Regions from separate parts of the Mus musculus genome. Here region 1 is linked to region 2. Evidence: chromatin contacts called from public HiChIP or PLAC-seq data. All regions are on one chromosome and are shown on one strand. The core of a region is the stretch at or near the end of the contact, and the rest is flanking DNA. Distances in the headings are between cores, read along the strand shown. Region 1 overlaps Terb2 (telomere repeat binding bouquet formation protein 2). Region 2 holds the start of Trim69 (tripartite motif-containing 69).

Region 1 (4,263 bases), core at 275-2,774, 46 kb after region 2:
AGGAAATGAAGCCCTTGTGAGGTGTCTTGCCAGAGTGACTAAATGAGGCACAACCCAATCTGGAATGTGACTTTCCTGATTTTCCAAGCTGGTTTTCCTGTATGGCCATGCTGGAGCCTCTGTATCAGGATCTGTGTATCGCATGTGTTACTCAAGCTGACCTCTAGCTCCAAGTAAAGTTCTCACCTCAATGCATTCCAAATCAACTGAAACTGTAGCTGTGTGCTTCTGGAGCTAGCTTTGTGTCTTACATAAATCTAGAAATGTGGCGATCTCAAGAAGGCAGTTTTGCTGGGTTTGGTACTGACCTGTAATTTTAGGTACTTGGATGACTGAGGCAGGAGCATAGAAAGCCCTAGCCAGCCTGGGCAACTTCCTAAGTCCCTGTCTCAGAGTTAAAAGTTAGAAGAGGCCAGTTACAAAGCCTCTATACAGCGTGTAGAAGGTCCTGTGTTCAAGCCCATGAAACCACTTCTTTACTTAGAGTTTGGTGGGCTAATTACTTTCTGTAGACATAAGTGGAATTCTTTTGAAGATGTCTACTTAGACCTGCTTGTTCTTCTGGCGGGCATAGAATTATCTAAAGAAAATGTTTTTGTCTTGTGTGTGGGTTATTTGGATGCGTGTGAGCCTCAGCTCTACCTTTTCCCTACAACTCAAACTTCAGAACATAAAATTGTAACACAAATCTCAGCCTCAGTGCTTGAGAATTATTTTTTTTGTCTGTGTGTTAGTTTTTCCTTATTTATTTTTGTGTCTGTGGTTAAGTCCTTCTGAACTTATAAATAAAAAAAATCTGATAATTATCTTTTCCTGAAACATTAAATATTGTCTCTTCCTGAACACTTTATCTTAGTCATGTTCTATTGATTAGGTTTTACATAGAAACCAAGCCTACCTGTAGATTTAAAATTAATAATTAAAAGTATTACGTAAGTTTACACTAAGTTGTTTACATTGGTATTATTTTAAGAGTATTTAATGTTTCTCCAACATGTACATGGATTAACATAGTGAATAAAAACCTCCAACAAAACAAATGTTTCTCAAAGTGATTATAATTTCAGATAGACAATGCAAATACAATACATATGTTTTTGGAATACTGCCAGGGGCAGTAAAATTAGCTGATACTATACCTTTTTCAAGACATGTCTTAGTTTCTTATTTGTTAAATAAAATACTCTGATAAAGACAATTTAAGAGGAAAGGATTTATTCTGGCTCACAGGTCAAGGTAGAGCTGCATAGACTGATGACGTGACTGCTCCATGGAATGGTTAAGGTTTTACTGTAGATATGAAGGACAGAACATCTGGAAGAGGCCAGAGCAAAGGGAGTGATAGGTTGAATGTGGCCTGGGCAGGAGGGAAGCAGAGCAGGGCTGAGGGAAAGGGGGAGAAAGTGAAATGAAGACAAAGGAGCGTTGAGGCAGAAGAGAGCACAGCTGACAGTAATGGACTTATAAGGAGAGTGAGAAACAGACAGGAAGTCTGGGAGTTGAGAAGTTCAGGGGAGGAGGTGAGAAGGGCTGTGGTGCTAGAGTGGACTTTGAACTGTGTAACAGGTCCTAGTAATACTGAGGGAGCCTGGAGCCCAGCATGCACTTTGATATTCTAATAACCACCATGGACAGCCATTTGTCCCTTCTGACAGTGATGGGGAAATGGCTCCTTTTGGCAAAGGGAAACCTGCTTCACAAATGCCTGAGGAATGCTGGCTTTTGTCTAACTGCCAGAATTGGGGGGATGAAGTTCCCTTTGGACCTGACAGGGACACATGGCAGAGGAGTCCAGGCTCATGAGCTTAAGGCAGTTGTCTGTATCCCATCCATGCTCAAGAAGCAGGGCTGGAGAGACACGCAGGCTGCTGCTCAGGTCCCCCATTTCCATTTATAAAATCCATAATCCCAGCCAGGGAGTGGCCTCACTCACAGTGGTCCCCTTCAGTTAACTAATCAACACGATCCCTACATGACCCCCTACATGGTCCCCTACATGGTCCCCTACATGCACGCTCAGAGGGCCGTCTCCCAGGTGGTTCCAGATCTTGACAAGTTCACAGTTAACTCTCACAGTTCCACCCTCTGTCAACTAAACACCCAAACATTACCTTTAAGTCATAACCTTCCTCTCCTTGTCCACATAGTCTCATGACCATGTTATAACATCAAGTGCACCCAGTCCAGCTTTAAAGTCCCCGTAGTTTTCAACAATTCCAACACTTTAAAATTACAGTCACTGACATGTGGATGCTAGAGAGATAGCTCAGCAGGTAAGAGCACTGACTGTTCTTCCAGAGGACCCTGGTTCATTTCCCAGCACCCACATGTCTGCTTACAACTATCTGTAACTACATGATCTGACACCTTCACAGACATATATTCAGGCAAAGCACCAATGCACGTAAAATAAAAAGGTTTTAAAAATTACAGTTGCTTGGCTGTGGTCTTGTATAAAGTAAAAAGATAAGTTATATCCTTCGATTCTAAAGGGATGAATGCTCAGCCCAGATGTTTAATTCCCAGAGACCAAAGGCTAAAGTTGAGAGACAGGAAAGATGCAGAGTGCCAAAGCCCTGCTTGCTTCTCCAGTTCTGATTGGCTCCTGCAGCAGGGGTCTGCCTCCCCCCTGAGAAGAGCATCCATCTAAACACCTTCCTAGAGCAGATCCCTTCCAGGTGGCCAGACAGGTGTTCCAGACCACAGTTTTCTCCCAGGACATTGACACAGCAGCCAAGTTTATTGGTGGTGGCTGGACCAGGGACAGACCTGCATTGAACAGTATTGGGCAGCTTTATACTGCCAAACAACTGGGGGACCCCATCTCTCAAACAATAGCTCTTCTATTCCATTTTGGGCTTTGCCCTGCCTGAGGCCATGGGGCTCTTATGTTTGCTGATCACCCTTGTCCACTTTTCCTTGGGAGCCTTCCTGGGGTCACCCAGTCATCCCTGCTGCTTCAACTCCATGTCAGTCCTGGTACTAGAATTAACTAGTGTAGTCACTATGGCAGTCAGCATGGAGATTCTTGAAAAAGTGGGAAAAAGAACCCTGGCCCAGCTGTACCACTCTTGGAGTTTAGCTGGAGGACTCGAAGTCAATATACCATAGAGGGACCGAGGGGCTTGCTCTTTGTTTTTCTGTTGTGTTAACTTTTTTTTTTTTAATTAAAAAAAATTTCCCTTCACCACTCCCACTTAACAATTTGTTTTTACTACATTAAGAAATGTGTGGCTGGGTGATGGTGGCATGCCTTTAATCCCAGCACTCGGGAGGCAGAGGCAGGCAGATTTCTGAGTTCAAGGCCAGCCTGGTCTACAGAGTGAGTTCCAGGACAGCCAGGACTACACAGAGAAACCCTGTCTCGAAAAAAAAAAAAAAGACTATATATATATGTATATATATATTCTTTTTCATATATATATATCTTTTTCATATATATATATAAAAGTTTCATAATGAAACTCATTATGTTAGTTTAAATATCTAAACAAATAAATATTGACAGTAAAAGAAGAGAAAACACAAAGCAAGAAGTTCTAGAACTAGGAACTTGAAGCGTGACCAGTTGGGGGTGGGGTGACTAAAAGGAAAATAGTCGAATATAGAATCATAGTGAAGATTTGTCATATATCTCACTCAGTAACTTATAAAAGCAAACCAAAAAATTAAGTATATAGACTTAAATACACAAGCTAAGGGCCTTTACTTACTTGAAACAACAGAATATTAATAATTATAGTCAATAATTACTTTTAAATATACATGGAACACTTATTAAAAGAAATCTTTTTAAATTTTAAATTATGTGTATGTGTACTTGTTTAGAAGAGGATGTCATACGACCTGGAACTATAGTTACAGGCAATTGTGAACCACTTTATGTGCATGCTGGGATTCAGGTATGTGCCATCATGCCCAGTTTATGAGGTCTGGGACTTCCTGCCTGCTAAACTTGCCCTCTACCGACTGAAATTAATCTCTAGACCAGAGTCATTTGTAATGCATCAATAATTATGCATATGTGATTGATTTATGTAAATATTCTTAGTTGGGCTGGAAAGATGGCTCAGTGATTAAGGACACACAGCACTGCTCTTTCAGAGGACTCACATTCAGTTCCCAACATCCACACAAAGTAGTTCACAATTGCCTATAACTATAGCTCCAGGTTGTATGACATCCTCTTGTAGACTACATAGCAAGCTTGAGGCCATCCTGAGCTATGTAATACCCTACTTCAAGGCCATCAAGGTTGGCCTT
Region 2 (4,479 bases), core at 858-3,357:
TGGTGCAAATCTCTTACTGAAGCCAAAACCATAGTAAATACAAGAACGCATTTATATTCTGGCAGTCCCAGGGATGAATTCCAGACAAGCCTGAGAGTTCCTGCGTCTAAAGAAAAATGCTAACTCTTGGCACGGCCTGGGATGTGTAACAGAGAGCTCTGGGAGAGTCACGTGTCTGGCTTTATCTGTGAGCATCTTCAGCTTGGAGAAGTTGACTTAACTCACAAGAGTCCAGTAAGTCACACATTACCTGGTTATCCTGAGGGTCCAGTTTGCATGGGAAGGCACTTGAGAGTCACATGGATGATAACCCTCAAACTACAGAAGACATTCCTCGGGAATGCACTGGAGAGCGACAGCCTTCCTCCCCTCCTAGTTTTCAGTAGATGAACAGTTCTTGTGGCTTACATCCCTTTCTTTTGCGGCATGTAAAAGCCATGATCCCCAGATCTGGCTCCACCTGTCTCAACGACCCTGCCCAGGGAAGACAGAGAGGCTGAGGCTGGCAGTGCGGTGTTACCATGCTCCTGCCTATCCTGCCAGGAGACTGCTTTTTGTGAATGAACCACTCTCTTCTCTCTCTCTCTCTTTTCCCTAACAAGCCAGAATAGCAGCTGTTGTTCAGTGGTCCACTGGAGAGAAGCTGGGGCAGGCCGGTGATTAGGGAGCTTGTCTACAAGGCACTCCGCTCAACCTTAGCACCAAACACAGAAACAAAACATGCATGCAGGGCATTTATTCCCAGCACTTGGGAGGCAGAGGTAGGTGAAATCTCTGTGAGTTTGAAGCCAGCTTAGTCTACATAGTGAGTTCTAGGACAGCCAGAATGTAGGCTATGTAGAGAAACTCTGTCTTGAAAACCAAAATCCAAAACAAATACAAAATAACAACAAAACCCACCCAAACCAATCAACCAAACAACAAACACAAACAACGACAATAACCCTGAAATCTAAGAAAACAAGCAGACAGAAGGAGGGTGTGCAGATCATTCACAGGGCCCCTCGAACTCTCTCACTAAGCCAGTGTTTACTACAGAGTGATAGCATGGAAGGCCTGGGGGCTAAGAAGACAGTTCTTTCTCACAAGAAGCTTGCGGTTTCTTGGGAAAGAGATCTGAAGACAAATCGGTTTAATGAAAGGAAGAATGTAGTATACCCAGAGCAGTGATAGAAACATCTGCCAGGTGCTGCTGCTGCACACAGCCTGCTCTGACTTCTCAGCAACTCTCTTGGCAGGAGGGGCAGCCTGTGCAAAGCCAGAGAAGCAAGGCATTTGTGGGCAGTCTCTAACTCTGGCATGCTGTTGTCCATGCTAAGGCTGGATAGCAGGCAGACACTAACCACTCAAGGCAATATACTGAGTTAGAATTACTGTAAGCAAAACATCAAACCCGCGGGCTCCCAGACTTGAGCATGGTCTAGGGACGAGCGTCTAAGCTAAAAGTGCTTACTTAGACTTTTAGAGAAAGCTGTGTGAACAGCATCTTTCCCTGCTGCCTTAGGGTCCAGCTCCAGACCCTGCTACTTGATCAGGTCTGCTTCAGGAGATGCCAAGAAGACAGGGAGAGCCAAACAGCTACCCCTGAAAGGCTCTGTGTCTGGAGGTGACGGGTCCAGCTAGGATAAAGAGAAGCCGCTCCAGTCAGGGGTACAGCTGATGCTGCTGTTTGTTCTCTCTTCCCTCGAGCAGCCTCATTCCCAAGTGAGATCTGAAAACCTTAAAATTACATTACCAGGGCTGGAGAGATGGCTCAGCCATTAAGAGTATTTATGGTGCTTACAGAGGACCAGAGTTTGGCTCCCAGTACTCACATCAGGTAGTTCACAACTACTTGTAACTCCAGCTCCAGGGAATTTGATCCACCTCTCTGGCCTCTGTGGGCACCTCCATACATGACACACACTCGAGCACAAACATACTCACACATAACTCAAGATTAAACATTTAAAAATTAGATTACCACCTGAAGTTTAAAAGAATCCCATCCCAAATAAAATAATAAAAGGGGTTGGCAGGTCATTCCAATCCAATCAGAGTTTGTCTATCTCAGACGCGAATATCATCAAAGCAACTGACAAACTGTCACGGAACCTGCTGGATCTCTAGCTTTGGCCTTGTCTGTCTTCTTCAGCTCCTGAACTCTCTTCTCCCTCCTCCTCTCATGGGCTCTGAGTCCATTCCTAGCATACTAACAGGCCCAGAACTCTTGGTCTGCAGCCATCCTGGGCTCACTGAGCAAAGCCAAGTTGCCTGACTCTGCCCCCTGGTGGCCTAATGACCAAGTTTCATGGAGGTAAGTTATTCTCTAACCACTCAGCGGGTTTTCTACACACAGGGTAGGAAACAGGGTATTGATTGTGGATCAAGAAGGGAAATCAAAGAAATATTTAACATGTAGCCTTTACCTTCTAAACTCTAGGCCTTTGGATAAACAGAAATTAGAGATGTGGGTAAGAAAGTAAGGAGGTCCACCATAACTTTTTGATAATTAAGACAAACATTATACAAAAGTTAACCTCTTTATCAATATAACTACTATCTTTAGATGAAGAATTATTAGTTATAACATTTTTTCATACTATAGGTCTTGGTATGTTATATTTACAACAGAGGTGCAGTTAAACATTTTTAGAAATCACATTTGTGTATTTTGTGTAGATATGTGGGCGTGCATACCAGAGCACATGTGTGGAAGTCAGAGGAAAATCTGCAGGATTAGGTTCACTCTTTCCACCATGTGGATCTCAGGGACTGAGTTTGGGTCGTCGGGCTTGGGAGCAAGCATCTTTTCCTGCTGAGCCATCTCACCAGCCCAGTTAAACGTCTTAAATTAACACCTTAAAACTAAAGTAAAGGAAGTTAGTATTCTAAACTTTAGTGTTGACAGACAAAAGAAAACATCGATTTACTTTAAGGAAGCCGGGTTTCCACGGAAACCCATCAAGGAATCTCAGTACATGGATCCGGATGCCGAGTGGGTCAGAACCCAGAGGTACAGATTTAGGATTTACTTCTGTGAGGCTGAACACGAAGTCAGGAAATTACTCACTTGTTAAAAGAGAGCAGAGCTAGAAGAAAGCCAGAGAAGATACTAAGAATAGAAAGGGGGATGGAAATTACTCATGGGGAAAGAACCAGGGTAGTAGTGCACTCGGGGCCAAAGGAGAGGGTTTCAGGTTTCAAGAGGGTGGAGACCAAGAGTATTCTTAAAGAGCAGAGATTCAGACAAGCTACTTCCAACACATTCCTTAAGCCCCTACCACAGCCAAGTAATGTGCTGGCCATAAGAGCTCAGGAAGAGACAGAGGACAGTGGCATAGTTAATGTAATGCAACAGCTTTCCTCGTTGGTTTTTTCTGTAATTGTTTGTTTTGTTTTAAGTCAGGGTTTTGCTGTGTAGCCCTGGCTGTCCCGGAATTCCATCTGTAGACCAGGCTGGCCTTGAACTCACAGAGATCTGCCTGCCTCTGCCTCCTGAGTGCTTGGATTAAAGGTGTGCGCCACCACCACTAGGCTATAAATGTTTTTTAGAGTGTGGGTGTGTGTGAGAGTGTCCAAGGAGGACAGAAGACTTTGATCCATTGGAGCTGGAATTACAGAGATTTATGAGTTCTGGGATCTGAATTCTAGTCCTCTAAGGACTTAAATGCTCTTAACAATGGAGCAGTCTTTCTAGCCCTTTCCTTTGTAATTCTTATCTCTATTAATGAACTGATTCTACCTGCCACCTCTCCATTTCTTTTGCTTTTTGTTTAAAATGTATATGCCAGATCCTGCCTTTGTCTGTCCTTCCTTCTTCCTTTTCTTCCTTTCCTTCCTTCCTTCCTTCCTTCCTTCCTTCCTTCCTTCCTTCCTTCCTTCCTTCCTTCCTTCCTTCCTTCCAACAGGGTCTCTCTCAGCTCTTGTTGTCTTGGAATTCGATATGTAGACTCAGACTGGCCTCAAATTCACCATGTTTCTTTAATGACTTCTGGGCCATGTTTTTTGTGTTCTACAATGTATCTCACGGTGTTTTTCAGCAGTTGTTTCTATTCTTTGTTTTCAGATTCATGAGAGAGTCTGGTTTGCATAGTCATCTTTTGCATTAGGCGACAGTTGGGGTTGCTGGACAGCCTATGAAATGGTCCAGAAGTCTGTCTGTGGTCTGGGAAAGGAAAAGGAAGTCACCTGACATATGCAGACCTGATCCTTTAGTGTGGACAGTGGGGAAGGCAGTTATTTTAAATTAACACATTCAGTAGACATTGAATAGAAATCTTAATTTAAAAAGTCAAGTATGCAAAGAATAACATATAGAATTGTTTATAACTATTCTGTATATAAATATTGACCTCGAGTCTCCCTTCTGATGGGCTCAAAGAAACTCAATTTATACTCTTTGAGAAGTGGCACCCACAGAGAGTGTGATTATACACACATATATGAGTACTCAGGTGGCAGTGTGTGTGTGTGCGCGCGCGCTAACACAGAGGCTAG

What was found. HiChIP or PLAC-seq counts read pairs in DNA pulled down with a chosen protein or histone mark.
Region 1: a contact with region 2 is called in a BATF HiChIP or PLAC-seq map of CD8 T cells, with 6 read pairs. The contact joins the enhancer-like site here to the promoter of Trim69 in region 2. A contact is called at or near these places in 2 of 15 datasets of contacts at CTCF or cohesin (CD8 T cells and the NIH/3T3 cell line), 2 of 115 datasets of contacts at active chromatin or transcription factors (CD8 T cells and embryonic stem cells) and 3 of 9 other capture datasets (adipose tissue, liver and pancreatic islet).

Annotation. Positions count from the first base shown.
Region 1 is chr2:122,205,362-122,209,624 of GRCm38.p6, forward strand. Terb2 (telomere repeat binding bouquet formation protein 2) reads left to right here. Exons shown (of 7, transcript NM_028914.1): 7 at 1-1,032. It also overlaps the pseudogene Gm14050. Among named protein-coding and RNA genes, the nearest start is that of Terb2, 21 kb to the left of the region's middle. Within about 2 kb of position 1,525, at least 23 of the 459 cell types and tissues checked have an H3K27ac peak or open chromatin away from gene starts, as enhancers often do. A contact at or near this core is called in CD8 T cells, where this site is marked.
Region 2 is chr2:122,158,601-122,163,079 of GRCm38.p6, forward strand. Trim69 (tripartite motif-containing 69) reads left to right here and starts at 2,108. Exons shown (of 7, transcript NM_080510.3): 1 at 2,108-2,296. The coding sequence starts at 2,291. All of the region lies in intron 2 of Patl2 (protein associated with topoisomerase II homolog 2 (yeast)), which reads right to left.